Linked DNA regions of Ovis aries: region 1 is linked to region 2. A link is a contact called in public Hi-C data. All regions are on one chromosome and are shown on one strand. Each heading gives the region's core, a stretch centred on a gene start, on an enhancer-like site or on the middle of the called end of the contact. The rest is flanking DNA. Distances are from core to core; before and after follow the strand shown.

Region 1 (4,741 bases), core at 711-3,210, 140 kb before region 2:
GTTAAATGAGTTTAATGTGTAAACGTCTAGAACAGTGTTCAGTAAATGTTTGTAACCATCATTACTCCACAAGGAGACTATAATACAAGCTCCTTGAAGACTCATTTGGTTTTCCTCATCTTTTCCTGGCATATAGATGGCTCTGAATTGAGCAACACAATCTCTGAAGACCCAGAAATGGAATCTCAGCTCTCTTGCTCAGTATTTGGGTAAGTTGAAAATAGGTATCCTTCTTGTAAAACTGAGATGATGATACCTACTGTATAGAATTGCTTTATACAATTGTGAGTATTAAATGAGATATTGTACATAAAGCTCCAAGGACACAGCAAACCCTAAAAAATGCAAAGTCTTATTATCAAGGCTAGGTATAGTGTCATGGTTATGGAGCCAGACTGCTTGGTTTTGAATTCTGGTTCTGCCACAGTTGCTTTTTTATTTTGGCAAGCGACTTAAGTTTCCTGTGCCTCAATTTCCTCCTCTGTAAAAGGGAATAATAATAGCATTTACTTCAGAGGGTTTGAGAACATACACATATGGCCCTTGGTCCAGTGCCTGATATATATCTCAATCATGCCAGATTATTGTTGTTTGTTTAATAAATGAATGATTTGTAGCAAAGAGCTTCAAAAATGAACTTGCTAAAGGACAGAATCATTGAGAGCTGTAATGACAAAGACCCATCCTGAAGTCAGATTCAGGTTGGGTCAAACCCATAAATGCAAGGATAACCCTGAGTGGTAGTAGCCCAGTGAACCAAGCCCTCTCCCTGTCATCTTCTCTCACTGGCCTGGGACATAAGAATAACTGGCCCACAGAATAAAAGCCTGCTAGAGCTGGAAGGAAATGGCAACCCACTCCAGCGTTCTTGCCTGGAGAATCCCAGGGACTGGGGAACCTGGCGGGCTGCCGTCTATGGGGTTGCACAACGTCGGACACGACTGAAGTGACTTAGCAGCAGCAGCAGCAGAGCTGGAAGAATCTTAGTGACCATTTTTCCTTAGCAATTGAAATGCAGAGAGATCAAGTGACCCCAGTTGCCCAAGCTTCACGTCAGTTCAGTGGATTCATCACTGCAAAATGTGGCTTCTCCTTTCCACAATCTCTGGTCTCTGCTCCACCGCACCGGGCAGCCACGAACTTCAATTTCAGAGGGAACAGCAGAAAGATAAAGCAAGGATGGTGGGGTAGGATCTACTTTCAGCCTCTAGAGGGAGCCCTGAGCACAGGCTGGGAAACGCCAGCCTGGCACGAACCCAAGGCCTTGGGGCGCTAGCTGCAGCGTGAGGACCGGCCCTTCCAGGGCTCCTTCCAGCCGGCCAGCCCCTTCTCAGGCACTCAGAACAACTGGGAAAGCCCAAGACACGGGCACAAACACAAGGCCTTCAGCTGTTATTCTATTCACGCAAGGTGTGGACCTACCCATGGTCCCTTAACCCTACTGAGCCTCAGCTTTCAGGTGGGAAGTCATTTCTGCCTTGTCTAGTCCAGGACTCAAAGTCTAGGAACTTACCCCAAATAAACAGAGTCAGGACCAAAGATTTGTATACAACAGCAAATCTCACAGTTTTTGTCTCATGACCCCTTTATACTCTTAAAATTTACTGAGGATCCCAAAGAATTATTGGCTTGTATCTATCAATATTTACCACAGTAGAGATTAACTCTAAGAAACATCTGAATATATATTTACTTAGAAATAGCATATACATTAGCATAAAGAGCATTTTTGTAACATAACCTTTTCTAAGACCAAATATTTTTTTCAAGTCTAATATCTGGCTTAATGGAAGAGAGCTGAATTCTCCATTTGCACTGAGTACATGGCAATTCCATGTGTCTTGTAACCTCTGAAAGAGTCGTCTCTGCACCATGAGAATGAGAGTACAAAATGGCTTTAACCTTGAGGACTCTCCGAAAGGACATGGCAGAAGTCCAGGGGCCACACTTTGAGAACTGCTGGTAGAAAAGACATTTTTCTTAGTGTTATCTATAGCAGGGAGACTCTGCTCTCTCTTCTTACTGCCACCAAGCTGGTTCAGCCTTGCATTATATGGGGCATGTGACAGCAAAATTCTCAGAACTGGTGGCCTTATGCCTTACCCTCCTACCACTCCCAAATGTGGAGGGAATTCTTCGTAAAACACAGCATGTTAAGTGCTCCCCACCCCCAGTCCTCTCATGATCCCTGACTGTCCAGTCAGTGCTTATACACCCAAGGGTCAGGCTCCCTGGTCTGCAGCCAAAATCCCCAGCCTTATGTCATACTCCACATGCCTGATATGCCTGATGGTTTTAGCAAAGCAAGACTATTAACCCTCCAGCATATATGTGCCTTCTGTGTCCCACCTCTGTGCCTTCTGCTTCCCAGGTGGTTCAGTGGTAAAGAACCGCCTGCCAGCAGAAGATGCAGGAGACACAGGTTCAATCCCTGGATCGGGAAGATCCTCTAGAGGAGCAAATGCCAATCCACTCCAGTATTCTTGCCTGGAAAATTCCATAGACAGAGGAGCCTGGCAGGCTACGGTCCATAGGTTCGCAAAGAGTCAGACATGACTGAGCTTCTAAGTACAGCACCTTTTGGATGACTCTGTAGTGTTCAGTGATTTTTAATTGATTTAATTATGTAAATATGACCTTAATTATCCTATAAACAAAAGATCCATTTGTTTAATCTGTCTCACATTGGATCATAAACTCCATGTGATCAAAGTGTGTTTTACACACCATCAGATTCCCAGAAGCTCACCCATTAGTGAATACACACATACTTAATGATCAATAAATGTTTCAATTTACTTTATAAAATATCTCTTCTAGTTCCACATTGCTTTCAGGATAGAATTCAGGTTCTTTACTTAGCAGGACAAAGAAGTTTCAGTAAGAGCCAGTCCCAGCTTTCTTCAAACCTCACTTCCCGCCACTCCGTCACACCATGTACCTTACCCTCCAGCAGTACCAAATAATTTGCTTGTGCTCTCAGGCCTCCAAGCCCTTTCTTGTGCAGTGCAGCTTTCTTTGCCTGGAATGGCCTCTCTCCACCCTCAGCAATGGGAGCACACCCCTACACTACCTGTGCCTTATCACCTGGATAAGTGCTGCTCACCCTGTCTTAGCCCAGTCCTCTACTCTGGACAGCCCCCCTTTTCCATGGCCCTTCCATTCTGGACAAGAGGGTCTAACAGATCCTCCTTAGCCCCTTGAACTTCTACCCACCCTGCCTTGAAGGGCACTGGATTATAGTTACCTGTCTATTTGACAGTTTCTTCCATCCTACCCCAGCAACCTGTAAGATCTTTAAAAGCAGGGACCAGATCTTACCCATTGTTATATCTCCAGAGCCTGGTAGGAGCATGAACACAGTAGGTACTCAATGTTAGCTGAAGCCCTGCCTTTGCCTCTGCCTTTAGAATGTCAGTTCCCTGGGAAAAGGGAGGATTTTATGTAACTGTATATCTTCAGCCTCTGGCAGGAACATGGTGGGCACTCCACCGATGTTTACTGAGTGGCCACGTCTCCCCCCTAGGATGTCCTGCCCACTAACAATAAGCTACAGGTTGCATGTCAATCACTGTGAGCTAATCACTGCTACTAGGCTTTGGGAACTTTCATTGGAAAGACTGATGCTGAAGCTTCCAGAACTTTGATCACCTGATGTGAAGAACTGACTCATTGGAAAAGTCCTTGATGCTGGGAAAGACTGAAGGCAAAAGGTGGCAGAGGATGAGATGGTTAGATAGCTTTACAAACTCAGTGGACATGAGTTTGAGCAAACTCCAGGGGATAGTGGGAGACAGAGGAGCTTGGTGTGCTCTAGTCCAGTGAGTTGTAAAGAAGTGGATACAACTTAGCGACTGAACCACAGCAACACCCTTTGGGAAGGATTAAAGAGAAAAACAAAACTCTAGCACTTATAGGAGTATATATTAGTTAAGACCCAACATAATTGTCTATTGATGGCCTCTACTTTTCAAAATGCTTTTCAATGGATTCTACTAGTTATACTTCTTGTCAAGAAGCATATCTCACAGCAAGAAAGGCTAAAGAATAATTCTAAAATAGCCCCTATCCCTCCCTCACCACACACTCTTCATCAGCAGTGCTCTAGTTTTTACTCTCCTTGGGCCTGCTCTGCACCTGCCCACACACCGGGGCTCCAACGACTCTTTTGACAAACCAGCAGACCCACCTGTGTGTCCAGCATTGGCGCTTCCTCCTCTCTTTTGACCTTACTGACACTTTCCCAGAGCCCAAAGGGCTTCTCTTCCCCAGTCCACTCCTATCTCACTTGGCAGTCCCCAGATGCCCAGAGTCCTGGCCCTATCTTCTGAAGCAGAGCTCTGGTAGCAGAAGAAAGGGCCGTTGGGGGCAGGAAAGAGGTGTGCACAGAACAGTCTCCAGTGTGCCCAGACACACCCACTGAAGTGGCAGATACAGTCTTATTTCCTGTATTATGGAGAAAAAAAAATTATCAGTTTCCTATTAGGGAGCACATGGCTGGTTGTGTAACTGCATTCTTTACAACCGTTTACCTAATTGATTTCTTTCCAACCATCCTGTTTATCAGCAGATATATTAAAAATGACTGTGAAGTTGAGGGAATAAAAGATAAACAAGGAAATTCACATTTGAGAAGAGGCTACTAAGTACCAGGCAAGGACTGTGCTGGGCATCTTTATATGTGTTATAATAGCTCTTGAATCCTCACCGAAACTGGCACACAAACAAAAAGGCCCTGTGC
Region 2 (4,809 bases), core at 196-2,695:
GACCCCTTGTGAAGGGCTCTCATCCAACACTGGGGCTGTTGGTGACACAGCAACATTTTCTACCACCGCATTTACTGTTTTGACAATACCCGGGTGTTTTATAGATTAGGCTCAATTTTTTGGCTTCAGCATAGAAAGTACTTTTTCTCTTAAAAGCAACTATGGGGACTTCCTTAGTGGTCCAGCGGTTAGGACTCCGTGCTTTTACTGCAGGTTCAATCCCTGGTCAAGGAGCTAAGATCTCACAAGCCGTGTGGTATGACCAAAAATTAAAAACAACAACAATAACAACAACAAAAAAAAACTATGGCAAAAAACAGTACAGAATACTTTTGAGGAAATGTATCTTTTAGGAGAAACCAAGGTGTGGGAAAATGAGGAACTACATAGGAACCAGAACAATAGCAGTCTCCTCTACCCTCAACACGCTCACACTCACATTCATAAATAGACACACACGTAGATGCTCACATTCACACCCACCCCCCACACTCACAGACCCACACATATTCACCCACACTCACACCCACATACACCCCACACACCCATCTTCCACACGTTCACGCCTTTACACTCACTCACTGCAATGGTGATTCACACATTGGAATTTCACACCTAATGTGATGGTGTCAGGAGGGGGGGGCCTCTGTGAGTTGATTAGGTCATAAGGGTGGAGCACCCATGGATGGCATCAGCACTCTCTAAGACCCCAGACAGCTGTCTAGCCCTTTCCACCATGTCACCATGTCAGGACACAAGAGAAGTGTGCGACCAAGAAGAGGGCCCTTACCTACCCGTGCTGGCAGCCAGATCTCAGATTTCCAGCATCCAGAACTGTGAGAAATTGATCTCTGCTATTTACAAGCCCCCCAACTACGGTATTTTATTAGATGTGACTAAGACACTCACATACATGCACAGCATACATGCCTGCACACTCACACACATACTCTACACACCCACACAATCAGATCCCTCCCACAAATACAAAATTCACACGCATTCATACACCTGTGCACTCACACACACACAGCACACATGCAGACACACCACTCCAGACACTCACACACCCTCTCCTGTCTCCCCTCCCTCCACACCCCTGCTCCCCCGCCCCCCCCTCAGCACACACCTGGGCTGTACCCATTCAGCATCAAGTTGTTCTCCTCTAGTGTAAACATACTAGAGAAGTGAAAGGTCATCTCTCATTTCCCCAGCAGCAAGAGAAACGTGCTCTCTCTGTGTTCACAGGCTGACGGGGTTTTACTTGGGGCTTCCTTTGGTGCTGAAGCCCTGAATTCCCCTCTGCAGTGGCGGGGTGTCCCTTTCATTGGGTTTCCCAGTATTGAACAAAGTTAAAAAAGAAAAATCACCCACCACACGCATGTCTTCACTTCCCTTCCCCAGTGAGGTCTGACTGGGCCCCACCACAAAGCACCTGATCTGGCTGCAGGCTGTTCTGAGGTTTTGATGAGTTTCTCATGTCACAGCACTGCCCCGGCAGCTCCCAGTCCCGCCTGAGGGTGGCAAGAGGAATCCCCAGTCAGAGGAATGGGAGAGAGGTGGTTCCAAACAGAAGGGCAGTATTCCACCCAGGAAGGGCTCCCAACAGCAGGCACCACATTACAGAAATCCTTGTGGGAAATTGCTTCCCCTCCCCACACTGCAGTTTCCATGTTTGTAAAATGATTGTTGGAACTGCATGCTGCTTAAATGCCCTTTGGCTCTAGAGGTCTGGGATTCGTGGTTCTGGGGCTCAGAGCAGAACCACTCATCTCAGTAACTCTGGGCAGGGTTTAATTGCCACTTCCTGTGTAGGGCCATTGAAGAATTCCGGGATTCAACAGAAAAAGACTAAGTCCTGTGTGTGCATGTGCTGAATCACTTCAGTTTTGTCTGACTCTGTGTGACCCTATGCGCTGTAGCCTGCTGGGCTCCTCTGTCCCTGGAGCTCTCCAGGCAAGAAAACTGGAATGGGTTGCCATTTCCTTCTCCAGGGGAATCTTCCCGACCCAGGGATCAGAACCCAAATCTCTTATGTCTCCTGCCTTGGCAGGAGGGTTCTTTACCACTAGCGCCACCTGGGAAGGACTAGGGACTAAGTCCTGTAGCAACTCCAACTCTGCTTTTTCAGGCTGGACAATCGCTGAAGGTTTTGAAGGTGCCCTTTCATAACCACCATCTAGCATAAGGTTGTAGAAGCTTCTAGTTTTTACATTTTTGGTTTCTTATTCAAATTCGTTCCGGTCCAAAAGATCCTTCTTGGGCCCACAATTTTGGCTCCACAAAAGAAAACCTTTTCTAACTTATAGACAAGAGATGCCCTCAAGGTGGGCTGTCTCCAGAGCAGTTTTTCCTGTCCCAGAAGGTCCCAGCAGAGACATCTGTCTGTCCTGGCTGGACTAGGAGCAATGTTCATGAGAGATAGGGTGGACTAGAAGAGTTTTAAAGCCCTTTTGAATTTCAAGACTTCATTTTAGAACCTAAAGCTTTCTAAGAAACAGGGACAAGATTAAGATGAGCAGCAGAGAGGAGTCTGCATATGGAAGTTTGCTATACATTACCTGTTGGCTAACAAATCGTTATTTTGACTTTGCTCCGAGGCTGGCTTCAGGGTGCCCTGCTTATGCCTATTCTAACTGCTCTTTGTGACAGAAAGAAAGACAGGTCTAGCACTGGGTATGTTGGTTACACTGTTATGAGAAAAATCATGTTGCAGTACCATCTAATTTTTCCTTGGCAGCCCCAGTGATTTTTCTGGATTTGCACCTTCTCATTTACTTGTGCCTCCACTCCCCACCTTGAATTCTGCAGGTACTTTGATCATTACCCTCATTCTATCAAGAGAAACCCCAGAGTTGAGAGGAATGAAATGGGACCAGAACAGCATATTTTCAGATAACTGTAAAGGACATTTTTGGAGGAGGGATCTTTACGGGACGAAGAATTTGCATTTTAACCAGTTGCTCACTTGTGAAAATGAAAACCAACAGCCAGGAATTGAGCTAGGTTCTTCTATACTGTTTACAAATTACGGTTGCTCTAAATGCCTTGCTTTAAGAATAATCTTGCTATTAAAAATTCATTTTTTTAAGATAAATTTTAAGCTGCAGTTTTAGTTTCAAAGTGAAGAACTTGATTATGACTCACCAAGCTATTTACAGTAGTCTCCTTTTATACCAGAGATTCTATGTGTGAGAGAGAGAAAGGGAAAGAGGGAGAAAGAGCTCATTTCTTAAAATTGAAGAAGACTGTGATTATCAAAATCTATCATGGTAACCCTATCAGAGGACTTTATTACTCTGACTTCTGGTTTCGTGCTTGTCAGCTGCATAATTCCAAAACTGTTTATCTACCCTTAACTGGAAGACATGTCGTAAAAAGGGCATAGCTTTTGAGAAATAAAACCTCTTCTTATAAACATGCCAATCAGTAGCTCAATTCGAACAGTATATATATTTTGGGGGGCAAAATGAGTCATACTGTAGCAGAAAGAGCTCTGGATGGGGTTTTAGTCCCAGCTCTGCACTTAGTAGGTGGTTGACTTTGTGAAAAACCTCCTTTTTTGGACTCTCAGTTTTTTTCATGTGTTAGTGGGGATACTAGTATGTATCTCTTAGGGTTTTTGTAAGGGTTAAGTGAAATGATAATACCAGCTTTCAGCACTTTGTGAAACTTTTACATTCTGTCATAACATTAGGCCTCATTGTTTCCTGGAAGGTTGTTCTGTTTACCACCATTTTACTACTATTCCTGAGGAAAGGCTGTTTTCTATTCCTATTTCTCTTATTTTTGACTATTATTAGTATTTCTGAGGTAGAGGAGCTTACTTTCCACCCCCCTCATCTCTGGCCATCAAATGCTGCACCCTATGTCAGACATGGACTGGCGATTATTCTTACTAGTATCTCACAGTCCTTATATCTGTGTCTCTCCCCTAAAATGAAAAAGTGTAGGTGGTCACTCTGTGGAAGCAAAATGAATGGCACTCCATTGTGGGGTGCTGAGGAGGCATGAGAGGAGAACAGAGTCAGGTGAGAGCAGGATTGTGGTGTAATTTTGGGTCAGAGGCAGTGTGGGCACAGTTCGGCAAGGGAAGATTTTGACTTTTCTGACCATGCATATTCCTAAATATCTGTATCCACAGCTTTACTCTCCCCTAAAATGAAAAAGTGAGGTGGTCACTGTGGAGCATATGGTATCTGTGGGGTGGGAGGAGGCAGAGAGGAGAACAGAATCAGGTGAGAAGGTGTGGTGAATGGGGTCAGAGGCTGGGCACAGTTCGGCAAGGGAAGAGACCTTGATCTGACTGGAAGTGGATGAGGGAAAGCTGTGATTGTGTGGAGGCAGGAAGTCAAGAGGCCTCACCCTTGTGCCGGAAAAGTAAATGACTTCGAGTCAACCACCATGAAGATCTGGCTGAGAAAATGAGTTCCAACACAGTCTCTGAAGCCTCAAATCAAAGCAACTATGGAACAAGTTCTTCGGCCTTGAAACTTACCCGTCCCAATATGTAATTCTCTTCATATGTCAATTATATCTCAATTAAAAAACACTATATAGTTCTGAATTTTAAGTGGACACTGCAAACTTACCTTCCAGAAAAGAGAAATCTGTTGTCTATTGTGGTCAATGTGCTGTCTCATGTACCAGACATCTAACATCCCAATAGGCTCTGTTTTGAAGGGGAAAAAAAAATCCACAGCTTCATATATATATACATATATACAAATACACAATGTAAAAACTTTAAAAGTCAATTGGTTATTGATTAAATGATTCTAAGAGAGTAGAATTATAGGATAATTTCAA

The links. A called contact is a pair of places that touch in the nucleus more often than the background predicts.
Region 1: a contact with region 2 is called in a Hi-C map of liver, with 5 times the contacts expected there. The contact joins two enhancer-like sites. A contact is called at or near these places in 11 of 16 Hi-C or Micro-C datasets (blood, hypothalamus, liver and 5 more).

Annotation. Positions count from the first base shown.
Region 1 is chr1:43,136,135-43,140,875 of ARS-UI_Ramb_v3.0, reverse strand. All of the region lies in intron 3 of LOC132659276 (a long non-coding RNA gene), which reads left to right. Among named protein-coding and RNA genes, the nearest start is that of SERBP1, 65 kb to the right of the region's middle. Within about 2 kb of position 1,960, at least 4 of the 54 cell types and tissues checked have an H3K27ac peak or open chromatin away from gene starts, as enhancers often do. A contact at or near this core is called in liver, where this site is marked.
Region 2 is chr1:42,996,462-43,001,270 of ARS-UI_Ramb_v3.0, reverse strand. IL12RB2 (interleukin 12 receptor subunit beta 2) reads right to left here. Exons shown (of 15, transcript NM_001252175.1): 7 at 4,593-4,672. All of the region lies in intron 3 of LOC132659276 (a long non-coding RNA gene), which reads left to right. Among named protein-coding and RNA genes, the nearest start is that of IL12RB2, 24 kb to the right of the region's middle. Within about 2 kb of position 1,445, at least 9 of the 54 cell types and tissues checked have an H3K27ac peak or open chromatin away from gene starts, as enhancers often do. A contact at or near this core is called in liver, where this site is marked.